Regions from separate parts of the Zea mays genome. Here all the other regions are linked to region 1. Evidence: chromatin contacts called from public Hi-C data. All regions are on one chromosome and are shown on one strand. Each heading gives the region's core, a stretch centred on a gene start, on an enhancer-like site or on the middle of the called end of the contact. The rest is flanking DNA. Distances are from core to core; before and after follow the strand shown.

Region 1 (2,922 bases), core at 247-2,746:
ACGGCTCTAACGAGTATGCTCGAAGCTTTTGTTTTACCAACCCTAACATGGAAACGAGTGAATGTATTGCCAAATAACGAATTTTAGAAGACAAATCCACCCGCTCTACGCGCTAGCGAGTATGTTAAAAGCTTCTTTTGTCAGTTTCGAAATGGAAACGGACACACATATTAGAGGGAAGATAGTCGCGGCTCTACAATGGTGGGTATGTTAGGGATTCTGTTATCGACTTTAGTATGAAAAACAGGAGGACACATTTGCGCACAACTTGAAAAGATAGAATAAAGCCACAGTTTTTGCGCTAGTGAGTATGCTAAAAGCCCTTTCTCGACCTTAGGTCAAAAACGGATATTGATTTGATTGAAAGATAGGTATGACGTTGTACTAGAGTACGCTAGAAGTTACTTTAGTAACTTCGATGCAAAAAACAGACGAATGTATCTATGGACTATTTAGAAAGATAAGGCAACTGTTTCACGCCAATAAATAGGTATGACGTTGTACTAGAGTACGCTAGAAGTTACTTTAGTAACTTCAACGCAAAAACATACGAATGTATCTATGGACTATTTAGAAAGATAGGCAATAGTTTCAACCACATATCTTATCATTAATACATAGATCCTCCAACTCATTAATACCAGCCAAAACACACACAATTTCGATGCTATGGTACCATCGGTCGATGGCTAACATTTAGATAGCATCTCACGATCCTTCGCCGACTAGGCGACAAGAGATATGTTTTTTTTGGATTATTCTCTTTGAAGGTCGATTCGGCGTGGCTCGGTCGGAATTGCGAAAGGAAACAGTTTCGATGTTTGCTAAAATAGTTGATGTTAGGGTTTACTCGGCCATTGACTTGTGTGACAATAGGTAATGCAAGACATGCTCCACCTAACCTTCCTACACTCTAGTCACGGCTCTAACGAGTATGCTCGAAGCTTTTGTTTTACCAACCCTAACATGGAAACGGGTGAATGTATTGCCAAATAACGAAGTTTAGAAGACAAATCCACCCGCTCTACGCGCTAGCGAGTACGCTAAAATCTTCTTTGTCAGCTGCGGAATGGAAACAGATACACATATTAGGGGAAGATAGTCACGACTCTACAATGATGGGTATGTTAGAGGTTCTGTTATCGACTTTAGTATGAAAAAGAGGAGGACACATTTACGCGCAACTTGAAAATATAGAATAAAGCCACGGTTTTGGTTTTGCGCTAGCGAGTATGCTAAAAGCCCCTTTCTCATCCTTATATTGAAAACGGATATTGATAATATTGAAAGATAAGTACGGAATTGTACTAAAGAGTATGCTAGAAGTTACTTTAGTAACTCGCGAATACGGACGGACGAATGTATCTATAGACTATTTAGAAAGATAAGTCAATGGTTTCGCGCCAATAAATATGATATAAGATTTTTTATAATTTAAAGTAAAAATGGATAATATGAGAAGATAGCACGATTCCACAATAATGTAAATATACAAATATACAGAATTCATTGCACGCGAGACTTGCATAGCGTGTGACTGTGTGAGAGACTGAGAGTGATAGCACACTTAAGCTCACCGGGTGGTCTCCCCACTCGCTCCCACGGCAGCCCGTTTCCGTCCACCGGAAGTGCCGGCCTTTCCCCACTCGCTCTCGCTCCCAACCTCCTCTTCTTCTTCGTCTTCGGCCTCCTCCAGGACTGAGTCCCACACGCTTCGCATTCCACCCGCCCCCTTTTCGCGTGAACGCGCCGGCGCCGCGGATCCTGCCGTCACGAATGGAGGCGTGGCCGGACGATTTCCGCTGCCCCATCACGCTGGAGGTCATGACGGACCCGGTCATCCTTCCCTCCGGCCACACCTTCGAGCGCCGCAGCATCCAGAGCTGGCTCGACGGGGGGCACCTCACCTGCCCCGTCACCAACCTCCCGCTGCCGCCCTCCCCGCCGCTCATCCCCAACCACGCGCTGCGCCGCCTCATAGCCGCCGTCTCGCCTTCCGCGGCGGCGTCTCTCGTCCCTGCGGAGGGAGGGGCGCACGCGAGGCAAGAAGCGGTGTCGGCGGCGGCGGCGGTGCCAGCCCGGCCCGCGTCGCCCGTGCCGGCGCTGCTGAGGCTGGCCAAGTCCGGCGCCGCAGGGCGGAAGGAGGTGCTGGAGTCCGGCAGCGCGGCGGTGCTGCTGCGGCACGCGGAGGCCGGGGACGAGGCGGCGGCCAGGGCGCTGCTGCACCTCAGCCTGGACGGTGACGACACGCGCGTGGGCCTCGTGGCGGACGGCGCCGTGGACGCGCTCTCCGCCGCGGTGTCCCGCGGCGGCGCGGCGGCGGCGTCCGCGGCCACGGCGCTGACCAGCCTCGCCACCGTGGACGTGAACAAGTGCACCATCGGGGCGCACCCCTCGGCCATCCCGGCGCTGGCGGGGCTCCTCCGCCGCGGCGGGCCGCGGGAGCGCCGCGAGGCCGCCACGGCGCTCTACGAGCTCTGCAAGCTGCCGGAGAACCGGCGCCGCGCGGTGCGCGAGGGCGCGGCGCCCGCGCTCGCCGACTTCGCCGCCGCCGGCTCCGCGCGCGCCGTCGAGGTGCTCGGCCTCCTCGCCCGGTGCCGGGAGGGGCGGCAGGAGCTGTGCAGGGTCCCCGGCGTCGTGTCCGTGCTCACGGGCGCCGCCGGGAGCGGCAACGCGCGCGCAATCGAGCAGGCCCTGCTCGTCCTCAACTGGATTTGCTCCGAGAGCAACGAGTTGGCGCTGGAAGCAATCAAGCTGCAGGCTTTCGACCTCTGCGAGGCTCTGGTGAACGACGACAACTGCAAGATCGCCAAGAACGCGGTCGACTTGGCCCGGACGCTCGAGAAAGCGTAGAATTGGATTGGGCTGTCTCCCCCAAAACATGAGATGAGATTCGCCATGGGTTTTGATTCAACACCTGCT
Region 2 (2,922 bases), core at 169-2,668, 240 kb after region 1:
CGCGCAAGTGGTGCTCCGCTTCCGGCTCCTCTCGGACGCTCCCGCCGTCTCCACTATCGAGCTTTCGGCCGAAACGCCGTGGGCCTCGTTCCCTCCGGTACACGGTGGCAGCCGTGACACAAACGCGGTTGTCACGGTCTCGCAAGACTCTCGCCCCACTCGGTACAATTACAACGGCTCACGCAAGAGCCGAGGGGTTGTGTGGTTTGTCTAAACTCACTCAACTAACTAGGATTCACCTAGAGCAAGCGCTAGAGCGGTCTAACTAACTTAAGCACTTCGCAAAGCACATACGCTAATCACCGAGTGATTCTATTAAGCACTTGGGTGTAAGAGCACTTGGGAATGTCTACAATATTGCTTGGTATGTTGCTTGGGCTCCCACACTTGAGAATGGCCGGTTGGGGGTGTATTTATAGCCCCCAACACAATTGTAGCCGTTGGAGAAAAGCTGCTGCTCTCTGCGGCACACTGGACAGTCCGGTGGTGCACCGGACAGCGCACTGTAGCATGTCCGGTGCGCCTAGCCGTTGCCCTGTCTGACCCCCTGTCATAGCAGGTGACCGTTGGCGCCGCAGGCTTTCCACACCGGACAGTCCGGTGGTCTTCTCTTCGGGTGCCACCTGGAACTAGTCGTTGGGCTGCTGTTCCCAGGTGCACCGGACAGTCCGGCGTGTGGGCACCGGACAGTCCGGCGTGTGGGCACCGTACAGTCCGGTGCTCCACGCACAGACAGTCCGCAGGCAGCACGCCTCCATTTCTTGGACTTCTCTTATATCTTCTTAATGTCTTCTTTTGAGGTGTTGCTTTCCTCAATTCCTTAGTCCAAGTACTTCTTGCATCCTGTGAACTATAATCATAAACACTAGGAAACTTGTTAGTCCACAGATTGTGTTAATCATCAAACACCAAAACTTACTTAGCCAAATGGCACGGGGTCCATTTTCCTTACAACATGTTTAAATATTGTATTTCAAAAGCAGGTATAAAAGTTCGGTAGTTTAACAACCTTAATCATTGGTGGCAGCAGCGTGAGTGAGGGGAGGGGGAAGAGGAAGGGATGAGAGATAAGGATGATTCAAATAATATTGTCTATTTGGATTCGAGTGAGTAATGGAGGTGTGTTATTAGCGATCTGAATCGTTGGTTTTGATTGTGTGTTAAATTTAGGTGTAATTTGTTTAGTGGATTTAGTGGGGTTATAAGTATGGAGTGATTTGATTGAGTGGGTTGATGGATTATATAGTGGTATAGATAAAGTTGAAGGATCAGATCAAATTAGCATCAGTCTCTATTTCTATTTATTTTGGATTAATATTAATTAAATGTTCAAATAAATAGTGGAAAACATTTGGATCGTGCGCAGTTGCCGAGTGCCTAGTCTCTCCTTCATTGTCTCTGCCAGCCCGGGCCCGCGAGGCGCGAGAGAGTCCCTTACCTCCCGTCTGCAAGCAGGAGGCATGGGCTCCTTTCGCCCCGAATCGGGAATCGGGCGTCCCGGGCCCTTCTCCTTCCTCGCTGTCGGCCCGCCCAGATGATGCGCACAGCCACCCCGATGACACATGGCACACGGCGGGGCCCAGATGATGCTCAGTCTCTCTACTGATATACTCCTCACCTTGCTCCCCCATTCCTCTGTCTCTGTGTGTGTAACTAACTGTATATGCAGCCACTCTCTCCTGTCATCCTGTGTCCTCGTCCTTTCCACCCAAAATCCCCGATCCTCGAATCGATTAAACCCTAAGCGGCATGGCGGGTAGCGACTACTGCCGGCCGGCAGTGCGCCCGCGCGACTTCTGAGCCACCGGAAGCCGCCCTTGTCCCGGCTCCACTGTCGCGTGCCCCATCCAACACTGGGGGAGTGGGAGTTCAGAGCCGCAAACGCTCAGGGCAACCGGGAGGACGGGAAGGTGTGGCCGCAACCGCAAGACGCAGGCAAGAGGCAATCAACTCACCGATGTCTCAGTCACCGGGAGGACGGGAAGGTATGTTTAGCACGATGTTGATCAGGACCAACCAACATGTCTTAGTTTTTTTTATGTGTGTGTGTGTGTTTGTCTACATCGTAGAGCTTTGACAAATGCAGAAGCCTAGATCGACTGGTTTGAGGTCTCTGTCCTGGGAACACCCGATATTGGAAAACCCTGGCTCGAAGCCACCTAGTCGCGCGATCGTTTCTCATCTCTGTTTCCTCTACAATCTGTTCGTCCGTGCAAATAGGCCATTGTGGATGCACAGTTTATGATCCTACTATCGCTTTCTGTATGTAGTCGTCAACTCATCATCAGGAATTGAGTCCACCGATGCTAGAATGTTGGGCTAGGTTGGATTCTTATTCCCCGCCTTTTCCTAGTCTCTTCTGATACAGTAACCACCTTCCTGTATTTGTAGGCATATATTACAGCAGGCAGAGGAAACCTTCGGAACGCAACGGCAGTGTATTTACACCCATAGCTGCAATGTATCCCAGCGGTCACGCACTTCCTGATGCAAACAGGAACCACAGTTTGGTATTTGGCGGTACGAGCAAGGACTGGGACAACATCCGTCAGTTCATTGCTAGTCTGGAACGCGCCTCTGAAAACTCCTCTGCGATAGCCAGCAAAACCGGAGGTGGCAAATCGACCAACCATTCCGTGGAGCCAGCCGAACAAAAAGGAAAGGGTGACATAATAGTTCTCGATTCAGATGATGAGGATGGAGATGGAAACAGTCCAGAACACAATAAGTTGGCATCTGAGATGAACAAAGAACTCGGAACATCTGTATTGGCTAGTAATATCGCAGAAAGGATGGCAACTAATGGGAGCCAAACATTTGAAACCGTGCATGCTTATGGAGGTAGTAAGAACACGCAGATTGTTCCGTATGGCCAAGGTTCTGCTCTGGTGAATCAGTTTCCTTTGCAAACCAGTTGGCAAC
Region 3 (2,922 bases), core at 238-2,737, 200 kb before region 1:
GTAAATATTTTGTCCACCCCCGAGATGATGCTAGCTGTGTAATAATTTGAAATAAATGTAACCGACCTTTCCATGGCTGCGGTGAAGACATCGCTCTCCTCTGTGGTGCCATAGTTGTCGTAAAGGTCATCGAAAAAGTTTCCAAATATGAAGAACTTGGTCATCATGATCCGCGAATACGAGTAATATGGCTCATGTATGACTCCGAGCATCCAGAAATGAAGCTCCACCAATCTGTCCCGCGTGAAGCGCATATCTATATGTGATTGGAAATCCTTCCACCATCTATATATACATTAGTGAGTAAAATCTCTATTTTTATTACTACCCTCCATTCTCGAATATTTGTCGTTCGCTAGTATATTTTTGAACTAAACCACGACAATAAAAAAAACGGGAGGGAGTACTATTTAAATTTAGTGGGTTTAGCAAACCCGTCAACATTAATTATTACTGTTTGTTAATAATAATCAAGCAAACATCAGTGTGACGACGATACTGTGATGCGTAGTTTGCTTACACTGTAAGTTCTTTCAGTTCATCACAGTAGATAGCTTGCGAGATGTTGTAGTCCAGCTTGGCGAACTCTAGTATGGTCCCATCTCGCCCGCCCTTCTTCTCGTACGCGGAGATGTAGCGCCTCGCCTCCACTCGCTTCACCCGCCTGAACCGAGGCGTCTCCAAAGCGCACCTCACCTCCTCGGCAAGCTCTGGCTCCAGGTTCTTCTCCTCCAGCAGGGATTGCAGGCGGCTCTTGCTCCAAGCGATGATGTCGTCAAGAATCTCCTCCCCGTGAGTTCTCGTATGAGCAGCGTCATACAGCATGAGCAAGCAGCTGGCATCGTCGCTCGAGACGCTCCCGCGCTCGTCCCTGAATTTCTCGAACACATCTGTGTCGCTCGTCCACGTACTATTTGAACATTCATTCATTCAAAGTTTAAAGGAAGGAACTGTGTTTTGCCTTCGTATTACCTGAAGAGGTTGTATACCCATGCTTCCTGAGCAAGTAGAACCGCAGCGAGGTGAGGTAGAGATCGTCGGAGCCGCCTCCATCCTTGTCGCCGTCGTCGTAGACAGAGCGAAGCAACTGGTCGATCTCCTCGTAGTAGCGGTAGTCCACCCCGAGACGCTGCAGCGTGTCCACAAGCTCCAACTTCCGAAGCAGGTTGGAGGAGGCCATTGTTTCCTGTATGATCTGCCTCACCTGTTGCTCCTTGACCTTTGCCCTCTCCTTCATCGACAAGAGCTGCGACAGAACAAGACGTTGAAAGTAGATGCGGCCACCCCATGACGTAGACAGAGCAGCATGTATGTATGTATTTACCTGTGACGGAGTGCATGGGGTGTGGTGGAGGAAGAAGTCACCCCATGGGCTCGGGGTGTAGGTCCGTGGCTTGCGCTGCGGCGCCTGTGGCTGTGAAGCCAGAGGGACGGGGACGCTGGTGGTCATCTCTGTTCTGTTCTCTGGACGGTTAGCTGCTGGTGCCGAAGCAGAGGATGGGCTCTATAGAGCTCGGTCCATCTGCTGGCTTTATATAGATCGGGTTTTTTTTGAGTTGGTGTCCTTAGTTTTGCTGATGTCTTTATTTTTATCCTTATTTATATTTTTTTATTAGTTTTGTTCTTCCAGTCTATGAAATAGAAGAGTAAAACTAAGAAAAAAATACGGCTTAGGGTAGAAATGAGGAAGGTCGCAAAACTAAGGGTACGAAATTAAATTTGTAAAGTTGTTTATGGTCTCATGCCGCCTGATGCTATAGCTAGTGTTGGGGGTCTTCCTCTTTCGAAGGCTCAGGCTAGAATGAAGAAACAAGCAGATCAACATCGTTCTGAGCGTTCCTTTGCAATTGGGGATTGAGTATACTTAAAACTACAGCCCTATGCTCAATCATCTGTGATGTCGCGAGCTCACCACAAGCTGAGTTTCAAGTACATACACCCATTGGTTCGTGTCTCACAATTGAAGCTTGCTGCTGATTTTAAAGGAACAGCTTCCCAACGCTTCGGGCGTCACTTCCAGAGCGCCGTGTGCCAATTCGTGTGCTGCAAACTCGTGACCTGTCCAAGAGTAACCGTCTGGTGCAGCAAGTCCTGGTGGAATGGTCTGGGCTTCCACTTGAACTTGCAACATGGGAGGACCAGGAGGCGCTTCGTCAGTGCTTTCCATTTGCATCTGCTTGGGGAACCGAGGAGTGTCACCAACCAGGGAGACGTGGCTGAGATAGGGACATCATACAAGCAAGATGGTGCGACTCCGGATGAGATACATCACACAGCAAAGCAGACTCGTCCCGTCCGTCGTCCTTACAGGCGTGTGTGTGGGCGGCGTGTGTGTGGGCCTGACTGGCTGTAGTGTGTGATTGCGGCCTCCTGGTGGCTGGTACTATCTAGAAACAGAACTCTGATAATCGAGTCCTATCCTACCTGCCTCCCTTATCCCCTCTACTGCTCCTTCCTACCTACGCTAATATATTAGGGCATATACAGTGGTGTTTAATGTAGGGGCTCTTAAGGTGTTTTAGGGGGGTTATTTGCAAAATAATCTTAGAGCCGTCTCTCCGTGAAGAGACGCCTCTGGCTCGTAAACCAAGTAACAACAGACGCCTCACTTCCCACTGTACGAATTTGTCGTCTGTTCTATCGATCTGATGCTATACAAATACATTTAATTCTGTATTTATTAATAGACTACGTTTATAGATACTCCATTGTACAATAAAGTCTCTTAGTTGTCTCCTGTGCTTGGAGAACCGTTTTGGTGTCTCTCCACTGTACATGCCCTTAGGCTAACTAACAAATCATTTTCGTTGCAACAGCGTGTGAATGCGAGCGCGGAGAGAGCATGGTGACGAGAGAGAATGCATACATATAGGCCATGGAAGGAACTGGTCCTTTTTTATGCGGCTGCATTCAGGCACGTGA
Region 4 (2,922 bases), core at 225-2,724, 170 kb after region 1:
TGTTCAACCTCACCCTCACCTCAATGGTGTGGCCCCTGGTGCTCATGTAGACGCTTCCACTGTTCCGTCCGTGGTCTGGAACCCACAACATGGACAGACAGGCTTCGTCGTTGGCGCCGGTGTGAAGAGTCGAGGATTGCCACATGAGCGCCTTTCAGGGGGTCGTGCAAGATCAGACATATATGGGCCAGAATCTCAGATGATATATATGGGCAGCGAGATCCAAGTGACGGCGAGAGGTGCCCGGCGCCGCAGGCAAAGCACCTCGTCCACCTACGCCGCGTGGCCACGCGATCGCGCTGCTATTCATATCCAAATCTTAAATTAAATGGGAGGTTTTGAATGCGTCAACAGTGACATGAACCAAACCAAACCAAAATGAGACAGCGACATATAGCAAATGCATAGCATAGGTGTAGCTCAAGCTAATCCACACTTTCTCCAGCAGGTACTCTAAATTTTAGAGGAGTTTCTCAACCTTTATGTTTTCGACAGCGTTTTCTAAACGGTTCTCTAAATATAAATGATGTTATTGGATCTTCTATATATATATATATATATATATATATATATATATATATATATATATATATATATATATATATATATATATATATATAGCATGTGTCAGTTATAGAGATCCATGTGTCAGCATGCGTAATACCCTAACGGTAAGCACGAAAGCGAAGAAGATTATACAAGCTCGGACATGTTGATGCTTAAGAGCGTTTAGGACCTCCTTGACAATAATAAGGCTGATCAAGAAAGTGTGGCACATGTACGTACAACGTTGGTGCAAAAGATCATAGAGTTCACCGCATTTAATTAGATTGTGCAATGTATGATTCATCGTAACCATCTGCACACAACATCAATATCAAGGTGTTTAAATTGTATAGTTCTAAATTTTCGCGTGGTTGATACATTAGATCATGCACTGTCCAAAGTAACATCATCACGCACCTTTTATGATGATGAAACATGATCAGCAAGCACAGATGCAACACACACCTTTTATGATAGAACATGTTCACTCATATACAGTTAGAACACACCAGAGGTCTAGCATTGACACGATACTGACGAAACATGTGCTACTGATGACCTACTACACACATCGATGAATATAATGGGATGCACGGTCCCACCGAACGCCCATGTTAATTATGGGCCCCACACGGGTCCACATTTAACACTGTTTGCGTCATACGTTTAAGAAAACAAAGCACCTACATATTCACATTTTACATAAATAAAAAATAAATATAGTTTTGCCCTGTCCGGCACGCCATCCATCGTCTTCGACCTTCGTTGCTGCCACTAACCCAGCAGATTTTAGACGTACTCCCAAAACCGCCCCTGCCGGCTCTACAGGATCCCAGGGTATTTCGGTCATCTTACCCCTATCAGAACTCTATAAAGCAGCACCCGAAATCGTGATATCCCCTCACACACACACTGACCGACACAGCAGCTCCGCTCGTCGATCAGCTCTCGGCTGACCACTCACCGCCAGTGGGTGCCTGCCGACCAGGTCTCGCCACCGCCGCCGCCGCCGCGGTAGAGAGGGGAGGGAGAGGGAGAGGGAGAAAAAACTGGCCCAGATCGAGAGGTACAGCACGAAAAAGAGAGGCAAGAGAGATAGGGGACCGGAGGGCGGCGGGCCGGGGCCCAAGACCGAGGGGCTCGTGCGCAGGAAGCTGATGAGGCTCCTGTCGCTCGTCCCCTTCGGCTGCCGTGCTGGACCCATCGACGACGCGCCGCCGCCCGTGGACCACGCTGCCGCCGCCGCCGCGAGGAGGCGCCGGAGGAGGAGGGCCAACAGAGCCGCCCAGCTGCTGGGGGCTGCTGCGGGTGCGCCGCAGCAGTGGCGCCCCTCGCTCGGCGACATCTGCGAGGAGTACAGCAGCAGCACCGACGCCGTCAAGGTCAGGAAGGCGGCGTCCTGGGACCTCGCCCGGGCGCTGCCCCGCGCGCACGGTGGCAAGCAGTACCGGTACTTATCTATCTATCTATTTATATACCTGTCAGAGATTGTCACTGTGTCATGTCTCTACGTATGTACGTCTAATCTGCCGAGAACGACATGATATGCATGGTTGTACACACACAGGCACCTTGAGAGCGCGTCGTCCCTGCCAGCGTTCGCGCCGACGGCGTTCCTGTTCTGATCATGGCGTCGGCGACGGCGGCGACTCGTCGTCATCCACGAGGACGACGACGGCGGTGAAGACAATAAGAACCAACCAAAACCACTACGCGAAGCATATATACAGATTACTGTCAACGTATTGTAGAACCAAGGATCTATGTATAAATATATGTGTGCGTCCATATCATCATCGGACCGGAATAAAGCTAGCAATCTCTCTTCTTCACGATCGAGAGATAGCGCGCGTGCGTGTAATTAAGTATTATAGATGCATGTATGATGCATGCGTGTGTGTATCTATATATCATGTGATGGTTTGTATATGAGCTAGCTATAGCTAGAGTCGTGTAATAGTATACTACAAACTAAGCTAATACAATATCCAAGTTTGCTATATTCAAGATTAGCAGTCTCAATGAGAGGAGAGAAGGAGATGACAATACTTTATTCAGGTAGCTACACTAAGCACTGGCTAAATGGGTCTGTTTAAGTCACTCATATACTTGGTTGTGTGTTTGAGCCCCATAGCTACATATTTTTTTGCTAAATTATATAATATACTCAGATAGACCAACGTGCCACCGGCCCGGCCCGGCCCGGCTAACAGGCTAACGGGCCGTTTCTGGGCCGCTATCGTGGCACGTGGGCCCGTCTAGCACGGCACGGATCGTTAGCCGGGCCTGACGGGTCGTGTCGGATCGGGTCGGGCCGGCCCGTTTGGCGATCTATACGCCTGGTGCATGCAACTTTTTTTAAAAAGAAAAGTACTA

The links. A called contact is a pair of places that touch in the nucleus more often than the background predicts.
Region 2: a contact with region 1 is called in a Hi-C map of leaf, with 9 times the contacts expected there. The contact joins the promoter of LOC103641317 here to the promoter of LOC103641314 in region 1. A contact is called at or near these places in 5 of 25 Hi-C or Micro-C datasets (ear, endosperm, leaf and 1 more).
Region 3: a contact with region 1 is called in a Hi-C map of ear, with 1.8 times the contacts expected there. The contact joins the promoter of LOC103641187 here to the promoter of LOC103641314 in region 1. A contact is called at or near these places in 3 of 25 Hi-C or Micro-C datasets (ear, leaf and tassel).
Region 4: a Hi-C map of leaf shows a contact between it and region 1, with 5 times the contacts expected there. The contact joins the promoter of LOC100274526 here to the promoter of LOC103641314 in region 1. A contact is called at or near these places in 3 of 25 Hi-C or Micro-C datasets (ear, leaf and tassel).

What each region holds. Positions count from the first base shown.
Region 1 is chr10:84,948,242-84,951,163 of Zm-B73-REFERENCE-NAM-5.0, forward strand. It overlaps LOC103641314 (U-box domain-containing protein 8), which reads left to right and starts at 1,497. Exons shown (of 1, transcript XM_008664662.4): 1 at 1,497-2,922. The coding sequence starts at 1,777. The coding sequence ends at 2,853.
Region 2 is chr10:85,189,318-85,192,239 of Zm-B73-REFERENCE-NAM-5.0, forward strand. It overlaps LOC103641317 (protein CHROMATIN REMODELING 35), which reads left to right and starts at 1,419. Exons shown (of 6, transcript XM_008664665.4): 1 at 1,419-1,985; 2 at 2,392-2,922. The coding sequence starts at 1,958.
Region 3 is chr10:84,749,199-84,752,120 of Zm-B73-REFERENCE-NAM-5.0, forward strand. LOC103641187 ((E)-beta-farnesene synthase-like) reads right to left here and starts at 1,488. Exons shown (of 7, transcript NM_001364649.1): 1 at 1,325-1,488; 2 at 973-1,246; 3 at 521-890; 4 at 67-285. The coding sequence starts at 1,450.
Region 4 is chr10:85,114,118-85,117,039 of Zm-B73-REFERENCE-NAM-5.0, forward strand. It overlaps LOC100274526, which reads left to right and starts at 1,475. Exons shown (of 2, transcript NM_001148883.1): 1 at 1,475-1,996; 2 at 2,114-2,551. The coding sequence starts at 1,704. The coding sequence ends at 2,171.